Linked DNA regions of Gossypium hirsutum: region 2 is linked to region 1. A link is a contact called in public Hi-C data. All regions are on one chromosome and are shown on one strand. The core of a region is the stretch at or near the end of the contact, and the rest is flanking DNA. Distances in the headings are between cores, read along the strand shown. Region 1 holds the start of LOC107908756 (putative glucose-6-phosphate 1-epimerase). Region 2 holds the start of LOC107920268 (ethylene-responsive transcription factor CRF2).

Region 1 (5,028 bases), core at 1,415-3,914:
ATTTTTTATTAAAAAATTCAGGTTATTAAAAGTTTTCTATTAAAATATTTGGTGCAACATAATGAATTAAATTAATAAATATGTAATAAAAAAATAATATTATAACAAATCTAAATTAAAATAATTAATTATGTTAAGAATTCTTAAAAAATCACCTCAGTTCTTTAATTATAATAAATTATTTAGATTAACTAATGTGATTATAAAATTAAAATACTAAATTATATTAGAATTAAAATATAAAATTAAATTCAAATTTTAAATATAAAAACTAAAATTTGAAAATAAAAGATACGTATTTGGACATTTTTCATACAAGGCTTTTATATAGAATATAAATTTTGGTTAGCAGTCGATTTCAATTCAGTTGCCGAAGGCACAAGCCCAGTGGGCCGGTAATCCACACTCCGTAATATTGGAATAGCTTAGCTTGCAATTGATTTTTATTACGGAGAAACACTAGAACATATCTCCATTTGCAGGATTTGAGATTTTCATGACCCAATACTTGGGGTACAGTGATTATTATTTGCAGTATAAATAATTGAAGAGGAATTCAATTGACAGATACGTGTAAAGATGTGCCGTGGGGGACTTTATTTGTATTATTTGCTGTCATTTCTTTAGAAGCTGAGGCATGATATGGGATTAAAACATGATGAGCAGTGGTTCAACTTGAAGGGACAACCGAGAGCTCCAAGCGGCCTGTCCATTCCTCACCTGGTTTCAAGGTGATTGGTTTTTCAACTGCTGCTCCATTGACACAAAGCATCTCCTTATATTCTTCATCCCCAAAATCAACCATGGTTTTCGATTTCTTTTCCCATGGATTCCAAACCCCTGAACAAACAAATAAAGATTAAAACATCAGGGACAGGGTTTGCGGGTTTGGATCGACTTGAATCTGCAGTGAATTCATCTTCAAATGCTTGGTGTTATGGTATGAAATATTGAAGAGGACAAGAGCTTAATTACCAACATCTGGAAGGCCTTGTTTCTGTATTAGAAAGGTCCGTTTTCTTTCATGATCGAAGATGGCAATGGTATCTCTAGAGCCAAGATAAATTCTGTCCACCTGCAAATCAATCAAGGTAAGCATCTACTACCTGTTTCAGGTCTGAAAAAGTGAAAGGTTTACCTCAGATTCGAATGTCAAGGCATCTCCTTGTTCTGTGAACCGTTCCCTTTGGCATAGGTTGTCAAGATAGTCAAGAGTTTCCAATCCCTCTACCCTAACTTCACTGTTTATCAGTAAAAGACAAGATATCCATTATTCATCATAAGATGAAATTGTTGGTGCAGTAATGTTGAGAGAATTCGCCATATACACCAGTACATTCTTTACCTGATATCAGAGATGGAGAAATATGTGAGATAAGCAATTGAGAAACTAAAAGGCTTGTAATTGATATTCCTGATGCGTGACATCAAGCTTAGATTCCCATCTGCTGTCAAAGATACCCGAAGACGAAACTCGAAACTGGAAATGATAAAAAAAAAAAAAAACAACTCCATCATTATTCTACCAGTAAATTTCAATTGATGAATGCTATAAGGATCCATGGCAGATTACGACATCACCTGTTTGGCCAAATCTTCAAATCGTCTTCTGATGGCTTCAACAGCAAGTCAGTATAGGCCTTGTCACTTGGATCATTTGGATGCAATGGTGGTGGATTGTCATCAATGATCCAAATCCTGTTCCTGGCAAACCCATGTTGCTCCAGCGATCCTCGCTGACCAAACTAACAAAATTGGAACATAACCCATCAACCAGGTGCATATCAACTCTATGCGTATAAGCATGGAAATATCGAAGCATAAATACCTGTGGAAAGCATATAGGTATTCCTCCTCGCACTGCGTATGGTGGCTTGAAGATTGCCTACAGTACATGGAACCGAAAGTTCATTGACTATGGCCTGTATATATCATCTACAACTTTAGAACTGACGTTACCTTCGTACTTGCGAATAGCAACTCTTCTCCTCGGTCAGTCCGCCATGAAAGGACCTGTCCTCCGTACAAGCTGACCCTTGCTGATGCCCCTCGAGGATTCCTAAGCACAACCTGAAGGATTCCATTTCTATCTTTGGTGACTTCAACTGCTGGCCCCGATTGATTCATGGTGACAAACGCAGCAAGGACATCACAGAAGCAGATACATAGATCTCGGTCTCTCTCTCTCTCTGTTTTCTTGAGGTAAATAAAAGGCTGAATTATAACAATTAGTGAAGCAGTTACACTTGTTGTGACAAACCAAATTTTCACGTGATGTGAAACAGAAACCCCAGCTACCAATTCAACTATCTTTATTTCTCTTGGCCACTAAAGCTGCCAACAAGATAAAAATCCTAGTCTAGAAACAGAGTTCCGGATGACCAAGCTGTCTTAAACTTCAAAGAACCAACCGGCAAAGTAGTTCCAAAATGGAAACCAAATAAATGTTGAAGCGCCTGTTTATCGAACGAGAACGTTTATGGCAGAAACGGTTTTAATGAGTTGAGGAAAAAATTGTCTGCAAATGAGAGTCTGACCATTTCGTTGAAGTAACAGAACGATTGAAGGGTCAGAGATAATTAGATAATCCTCATATGGGATAATGCTTAGGAAGGCGACTGACCAATTAGTCAAGAGAATTACGCAAAAAAAAAAAAAAAAAAAAAAAACAACAACAACAAGAAGGAGAAACTTTTGGCTTGGGGCGGTGCTGGCTACCGCACATGATGTAAACTCTAATGTCTTAACATGCGACCTGAAATTCAACTGGATTAACGACCTGCTGAAAGTTAAATACTACAAATTAACAGAATTAAAAATGGATTTGTCAAATAATATTTCTTTTTAGGATTGTTAATTCTGGTTCTGTGTGAGTAACTACCCACTATCACTTTAACATTTGGTTTTAGGAATTTCATTTAAGATTTTGGTAATTTCAAGTGGATTTCGAAGATTAGGGAAATGCTACATGTATACCAATTATACCTTTCAATTTTTATAATTTAATTTTTTGGACCATTTGAGAATGGATTTTCAACAGCAGCAACATTATGGAGAAAGATCTATTGATAAATTCAAGTTAAAAGAATTCTCGCATCAGGTCGAAGCCCGAATAATTTTTTAGGGGCTGAATGAAATTTTAATTTTTTGTAGTTTATATCTTTATAATTTTTAAAGTATTAAATTAAAATTTTATAATTTTAGGGGGGATAATGTGCAATTTTACCTTAATAATTTAAAATTATTTAAAAATTTAGAAAGCCTAAATGACATTTTTCATTTTAGGGGGGCCGGGGCCCATGCCAGCCCCTCTAGAATTGCCTCTGCTCGCCCCAACCTTGCATGGAAGATGCTTCTAAGAAACAAAAAACAATTTTTGATCAAAAGAAAACTCGGAAAGAGTAATTTTATTTAATCAAATAATCATGGCTGCCCAAGCCAGTCGAGACTCTAAAAAACTTAAAATAATCTAAAAACACTCTAAAATTTGTAATAATTAGATCCCTAAAATATAATATCTAAGGATAAACTATCAATATACAACTAATACTAATGAAGCACATGGTTAATCTATACTTTTATTTAAATTCTTAGTTAAGTTGGTGTCATGCATCTACTAGATACCAACTCAATTGGAAATGGTTAAAAGCTCATTATTTTTATAAAGTATTAATTATTAACATAAAAATATTTTTTTATATTTTATATTAAATATCACTATTATAAGATTTGAACTTGAAACGTCAAAAATTTTAAAGCTTTAACTTAATCATTTCAACTAAAGCTTCATTTGATATTTATATAAACGTTTATAAATATATATTTTACATAATTGTTTCATTCACATCGTGAATGTACCGTAATCTAGCTACCATTGTAGCATTAATAAAAACAAATGTATGCCAAATGATAGGTAAAATACTTAATTGGGCTTACAATCAGGTTTAAAAACTTATCCAAGGCCTTCAACTTGGAAAACCCATGAATTCATTTAAAAATTTCTTGCGTTGTCTTCATTAAAACAACTATAACTTGAGCTTTCTAACTCAAAATGATGCTTTTTAAAGTGCATTGCAAAGCTATGAGACAACTCTAGATCCATAAAAAGATAACTCAACTAAGAAATGCCTAGATCTCATCCAAAAAAATGTTGCAAGTTTGTTGATGTTCCAAAATTGAAAAATAATAGATTTGGTGAATTTAATTTAATAAGTTTCATGTCATCCACACATGTATCACCAACTCAATCAAGGACTTAGCAATAGTATAGATTATAATTGCTGGTTGCTTTTTTTTAGCATTTTCCTATTATATTAGATTTTGCAAGTTGTATTACCTTAATTGTTTTGTGTGAAAAGAGTAGGCTTACTAGTAGTATCCTAAAGAAATACAGGAACTCATTTGTTATTTCATGGGACATCATCCATAAGGAATCTTCAAGCCATAAGGATTGGTGTCTCATAGAGTACTCGTTTATATGCCATGCTTTGTAACAGCCTTAACCCGTATCCGTTGCCGAATTAGGGTTAAAGGCATTACCGGACAAAATCAAAACATTAACATTCATATCATAAGCATCGAAGTATTAAAGATTAATCATCCATATAGAGTCCCTCATATAAGTCATCATGACCTTAAACATGAATTAGAAAGGGGTCGAGACTAAACCGAACACATACAAAATTTCTCCAAAATTTAAACATTTTTCAAATAAGTATAGGTCACATGCCTATGTGAACAGGACGTGTGCCTTACACTGCTTTAGACACACCCGTGTGTCTAGACCGTGTCAAAACAGGGCATACATACTGACTTGTTCACACGGCCACAAGACATGCTTGTGTGCTTTGGCAGTGGTCAAATCTGACTTGGGTCACACGACTAGCCACACGCCCGTGTGCCTTGGTAGTGCTCGAGCCTGACTTACAATTGTAGGGTATCCCAGGGGACACACGGCCGTGCAACATAGCCATGTGTCGCACACGGCTGAGACACACGCCCGTGTCCCTACCCGTGTGGACAAAAATA
Region 2 (5,720 bases), core at 2,335-4,834, 180 kb before region 1:
CAAATCTATCACCCTAATCGCCCAAAATCTACCAGATAATGACATCTCTTTTCTCACTTTTTCAGAATCCCAACTGCTTGCTTGAGTTAAAAAAAAAAAAACCTGTTCCAAGTTCTAGACATTGGGAGGCAATGAGACTAGAAAACCCAGAAACAAAACATTACATCAACAAAGAAACAGACATTGTGGCCTGGGGTTTATAGAAGAGCATATTTTGTCATGTTAGGGAGTGTAGTGTAACTATTTTAGAATAATGACAATTTTTATTTAATAAAAAAATTCAGCTCTTTTCATGAGAGCTAACAATGCCAAAATCTTATGACATTTGTTTGTACTGCTCCATTTTATGGTTGGACCACAATTTGATGATACATTTCATCAGTCAAAGCATTGAAAACTGTTTCAAGGCTCAATGTGTTGGATTATGGGGTGAGTGTGTGTGTTTGATTAAAAGCCCACATGATGATCAAGTGTTGAGTAATGATGCCCAGTTTTTGCCCAAAAAATGATGATCAACTTTGATTTGCTAAATTTCACCCACAGACAAAACACTAGGAGAAAGGGACCCAGATCTTGAAATGCCATATGGCGAAGGGGGTCTCTCTCATCATTTTCTATCAAAGTCTCAAACTGTAATACTTAAACCGCCCATCTTTCTTTCCGCCTCTACTGTGTGTAAATTCGTCCCCTATTTGTTCCACCTTCATGTCTCAAAGCGGTCAAATTCTAGTGTAGGAGATGAAATTGAAGTCACACTATATGATTTATATCGCTATAGCTATAAAATGGAATGAAAAATAATAATTAAGTAACATTTTGTATACTTGCTTACAAGTAAAACTATGTAGTCCGATATTGAGACATACTACAACTCAAAAAAATTTGAAGCCCATTGGGTCCGATGCATTCGACTTGGTGAATGATAGAGTTTTAAGGTTCAGACCCTAAACCAACAGGGAACACTAGAATTAGGAAAAGAAAAAATGTTTAGACAATGAATATAAAAAAAAAAACATGGTTAGCTCATAGCCCATTACTTGAACATCTTTGAAAGGTGCTTGTACTGTCTACCTAGTGGTACACCAAGGTCAACAATTCAGTAGGACAAAATTATATATGTATATATGGAACTTACTTTGTAATTCATGAATCCACCACATTCCATGCACATATTTAAATCAGATTTAGAATAAATTATTATTATAGGACAAGTTATAATGTAATAATTAAATTATCAAAAGAAATCTAATATGTTTCTAATCGTTTTTATTTTTTAACACACTATCAAAATTTGTACAATCTAATATATTTATGTAGTTTGACACCACGTGTGCACTGCAGATAATAAGAATCTAAAGTAGGGTAAAAAACCTTTTACCATGTTATTAAGAAAAAAATATAAAATAAAACAACTTAGCCTTTTGAAATGTTCTTATCACGTGCCTTCACGAAAACAAACATATAAGCATGATCCAGCATAAAACACGTACCCAAACTCGTCCGTCACCGTTACTGTGACGGAGATGTTTAATATTCTTAACTTCACTCATTAACAATATTAATTAAACAAAAAGAAGAAAAAAATTGCCGATATTTTCAGTTCCCGCCGATGCAAAACTTGCCGTAAAACTGGCATTACACGAGAAAAAGGAAGGACCACTCCCTCAAATGGCTAAAAGAGGATCTGCCCCGAACAAATCCCCGATATCTTGGAAGTGATCATCGACATGTTGCCAACTGGAGAAACCTCCACCAAATTCGAACTCGAAATCCTCACACGAACTAAAAAATCCATTATCTAAATCATCTTTCAAAAAACTCGTATCGTCGTCGAACAAATCCGGTACTGAACTAAATATGTCACTTGGAATAGAGAATGGGTTGCTGGAGAAATCCGACACGTGTTCTCTGGATATGCAGCAAGAATCCTCCCGAGGTTCGCTCTCGATTTCTCGAGATTCTTTGACGCTTTGCGACGAATCGACTTCGTCGGTCGAAAGCGAAGGACAACGAAGAATGGAGGTTGGGGAGCAAAGATTGGTGGTGGTGGTGTGGGATTCTTCCATGGAGTTGTACTCTGAGCTGGATAACGGCTTTTGGCTGTTTTTGTCTTGCAGTGATTTTTGCTGGGGAGTGGTAAAGTTAGTGAGCGCGTCGGGACCACGCAGCTGAATAGCCGCGTTGTCGTACACCATTGCTGCTTCTTCGGCGGTGTCATAGGTACCCAACCATAAACGTACACGCCTTAGCGGGTCCCTGATCTCAGCCGCCCATTTTCCCCAAGGCCGTTGCCTTACTCCTCTGAATTTCTTCCCGGCTGGTAATACCTTAGCCGAGGACGCTTTTGCTACAGCAACAGCCGCCGGCCTTTTTCTAGAATTCCTGGACAAAGTCGACGATTTACTTCTGAAAGCAGCGTCGTTCTGGGCAGGACATGATGATGAACCGATAGTTATCTCGTTCACGAATTTCTTGACTCTTCGGGTTGTTTGTTCTTCGTCTTCGTCGCTGGAGGAATCAGTAGCGTCAGCATCAGTAACTGATATCCGAACAATTCGAGGCTTCATTTCTGGTTGGTTTTCGACTTTGACATTTAACAGTGGTGAAAGGAGCTTGGTTTGATTGCGATGTTCTGTGTATTTGATTGAAGAAACAGAACAATGATCCATTCTTTTTTTTTCGATTTTGCCTTTGTATATGCAGGTTTTCAACTTCTATTACTTGGTCTCATTGAGAGAGAGTGGGAAGGGGAGTCAAATAAAAGCGGAGGGAAAAGAAGGGATTCCTTTGAGACTTGACACCAGGAGAATAAAGGGCTAAAAAGGAAAGCTGAACAATGAACACGTTAATGAGAAGCTGGAAATGAAGAGAAGCCCACCATTAATCTGTTAAAAGTTTTACTCAAAAAGTACTTAAGAGCACGAGAAATTTCAAGGAAAGTTATCCCCAAAAAAACGATAGTGCGCTTAAACAAGCAGTACGGAAAGCACCCCGATGGCAAAAACCAGTAGTGGGAGAACGGAGCGAAGAAAAAGAAGAAAAGAAAGAAAACTGTAGGTAAAAGTTGCAGAGGATAAAAGAAAAAGGGAAGATGCCGCGAGCAAAAAAAAACCACTAGACAGTGCCTTTTCTTAGTCACTTGACAGAGCACAGACTTGCTATTTTGGGTAACTTTCAAAACCAAACCCTAAAAGAAACTAAGAACACAAATTGCTTTCTGATGATATACAGTACTTTCTCCAGGAAACATAAAGAAAAAGAAAATTCTTAAAAGAAAGAAAGGGAAACGGAAAAGAAAAAGGAAAAGGGAAAAGAACGCAAAGAGGAGTGAAGAATAGCTCTTTTGATAGATAAGAGAGTAAAAAGACAGAAAAAATGAAGCAGAGATTTGAGGCATATACCGAAAGTTGAGCTATTTTATAGGACCAGCCGTAATTTGCTCAAGGTTAAAATGCCATATATTTTTATTTATTTATTCATTTTTTTAAAAAAGTTGTTAGAGAAAGGGCGGGGACATATCGGCGATAATGAGATTCCGGCTGAAAACAGAAAGATCCAACGGGAGGGTGAACCGGGGGGAATGCTGACTAGGTGTCTAGGTGTTGTCCAAAAAAGATTTAATCTTGAAATCAGAGATTCAGGTCACGTGACACCAGACACTCGGGTCAGTCCACTCCTCTCCCTTTGACTAAAATTAGAACCGGTAGTTAATGATTAACACCCACTCCTACCTTTAATTGCCTCCATAATTCCTTAGTTAATCTTCCGTTTTTTTACCTTGTATAGGCATTTTCGTCATTTTATGACTGCCAGAGTTGGTTAGATTACAGCTGCTGCAGACCAAGCAGTTATACAGCTGGTAAATTTTACTACAACTGAGACTAACGTGGTGCTATTTTTTTAACCTTTTTATTTAATGACCACGCTGTGGTGTGTAGGGAGGGTATTTTTTCGAATGTATTCAAGCACAGTGTGAGGTTGAAACGTGTCTAGTATTTATTATTATTTCTTTGAGTAGCCCCGAGTTTTGATTGGCTCCAACAACTTGTTCTGCCGACAGTAAATATTAGCCGTCAGATGAAACATAGGGTCAATTTATCTAATTAGCAACGTATCATTTAATAGGATAAATTTGACTAAGCTAATTAAACTATTAATAAGTTTATGTTTTGGTTACTCAATTTTAAAAAATTATAAAATGGTTATTGAACTATGTAAAAGTTTTCATTTAAGTAATTGGACTATTAAAATCGTTGCCATATAGCATTTTATGTTTGCATTACCTGCATCAATCGAAATCTCTCATTTTCCTTCTCTTTCACAGTTTATTTTTTTTATGGAACAATTTTAAACATTACGAATCTGTGAATAAAATCCAAACAATATTATTCCTTGATCTATGACCCTAACTGTCAAATCTACTTAGATCTAGCATATATTTTTCTACTCTTTGATGGGTACTAATTTATCATACCGATTGTCAAATCGCCACTTGTAGCTTGCTAGCCGGACTTTAAAAAGGATTAAAGCTCAATAACTTAAATAAAATTTTTTGAATAGTTAAGTGACATAAATGAATTTTTTTGAATAGTTTAATGACTATTTTGTAACTTTTTAAAATTGAGTGATCAAAAGTAAACTTACAAATAATTTAATAGTCTTAGATATAATTAAACCCTAAAAAATAACAACAATATTTGGTGTTTTTACGGTATAGATTTAACGTACAACTTTTTAATTAGATCACGCGATGATGAATCACATTTTCCTTTTTCTTCTTTTTATCGGTTAGGAGAATTTAAGGTAAATAAAGACAGGAATTTACTGAGTTTCTCAATTTGTTAGGGACAGTTACTTATTTGAACGTTGTTTTCTCGTGTTCTTTTCTCTTTATTTGAATGAGAAATTTAGATGAGTTTCTATACGCTAATATATATATGCCGAAAAGAAAATAATTTGAGAAAGTATGCTGAAACTTTCGAAATTTATCGATCTACGCTATTTTAAAAAAAAAAAAAGGAAAAGCGTGTTTTATAAAGTGTGTTTTCATTGTCGTGTCAATAAAAACGCGTTTTACAAAACATTCTTTCACCAAAAATTGACAAATTAAGTTTTTTGTTAAGTGGTTAAGTGTTAGTATTTTTAACTTAAGTCTTGGGTTCAATTCCTCTCCTGCTAACACTTTGTAGTTTTTATTTCATGTTGTTTAAAGTTTTTTTAATTAATATTTTTAACACATTAACTCCTTTAATTAGATGGCTAGATAATTTTAATCTTATCTTTGAGGCCTAAGTTCAATTCTTCTTATAAACATTTTAATATGTATTTTTTAATGTTGTTTCAAGCTTTTTTTTAATTAGTGTTTATAATTAATAAATATATTGTTTTTAAGTTTTTATTTTTAATTCATATTTTTAATTAATAATTATTTTATTTATAAAATAAAATAATTATTGCAAATATTGAATCCCATTTGATGGCCTGATGATCAAGGATGTTTATCACCTCAAGTGTGGTTTGAGTTCAAGTCATATTTGTTGCATTGGTTATTCAGGCTTTGCTCTGTTATTGTAAATCATCAAAAAAATTTATTGCAAATATAATTAGTTTTTAGTAAATATATTTTTTATATGTGTAATATTTATTTTTCAATCCACATAATGAGAGTAGTAAATTGACATATTATATATTTTTGTATGTGTATTTGAAATATTGCACAT

What was found. A called contact is a pair of places that touch in the nucleus more often than the background predicts.
Region 2: a Hi-C map of leaf shows a contact between it and region 1, with 4 times the contacts expected there. The contact joins the promoter of LOC107920268 here to the promoter of LOC107908756 in region 1. A contact is called at or near these places in 2 of 34 Hi-C or Micro-C datasets (both in leaf).

What each region holds. Positions count from the first base shown.
Region 1 is chrA08:75,001,504-75,006,531 of Gossypium_hirsutum_v2.1, reverse strand. LOC107908756 (putative glucose-6-phosphate 1-epimerase) reads right to left here and starts at 2,664. Exons shown (of 7, transcript XM_016836056.2): 1 at 1,960-2,664; 2 at 1,829-1,885; 3 at 1,582-1,745; 4 at 1,346-1,480; 5 at 1,139-1,241; 6 at 976-1,075; 7 at 414-840. The coding sequence starts at 2,127. The coding sequence ends at 671.
Region 2 is chrA08:75,180,714-75,186,433 of Gossypium_hirsutum_v2.1, reverse strand. It overlaps LOC107920268 (ethylene-responsive transcription factor CRF2), which reads right to left and starts at 3,584. Exons shown (of 1, transcript XM_016849921.2): 1 at 1,359-3,584. The coding sequence starts at 2,669. The coding sequence ends at 1,665.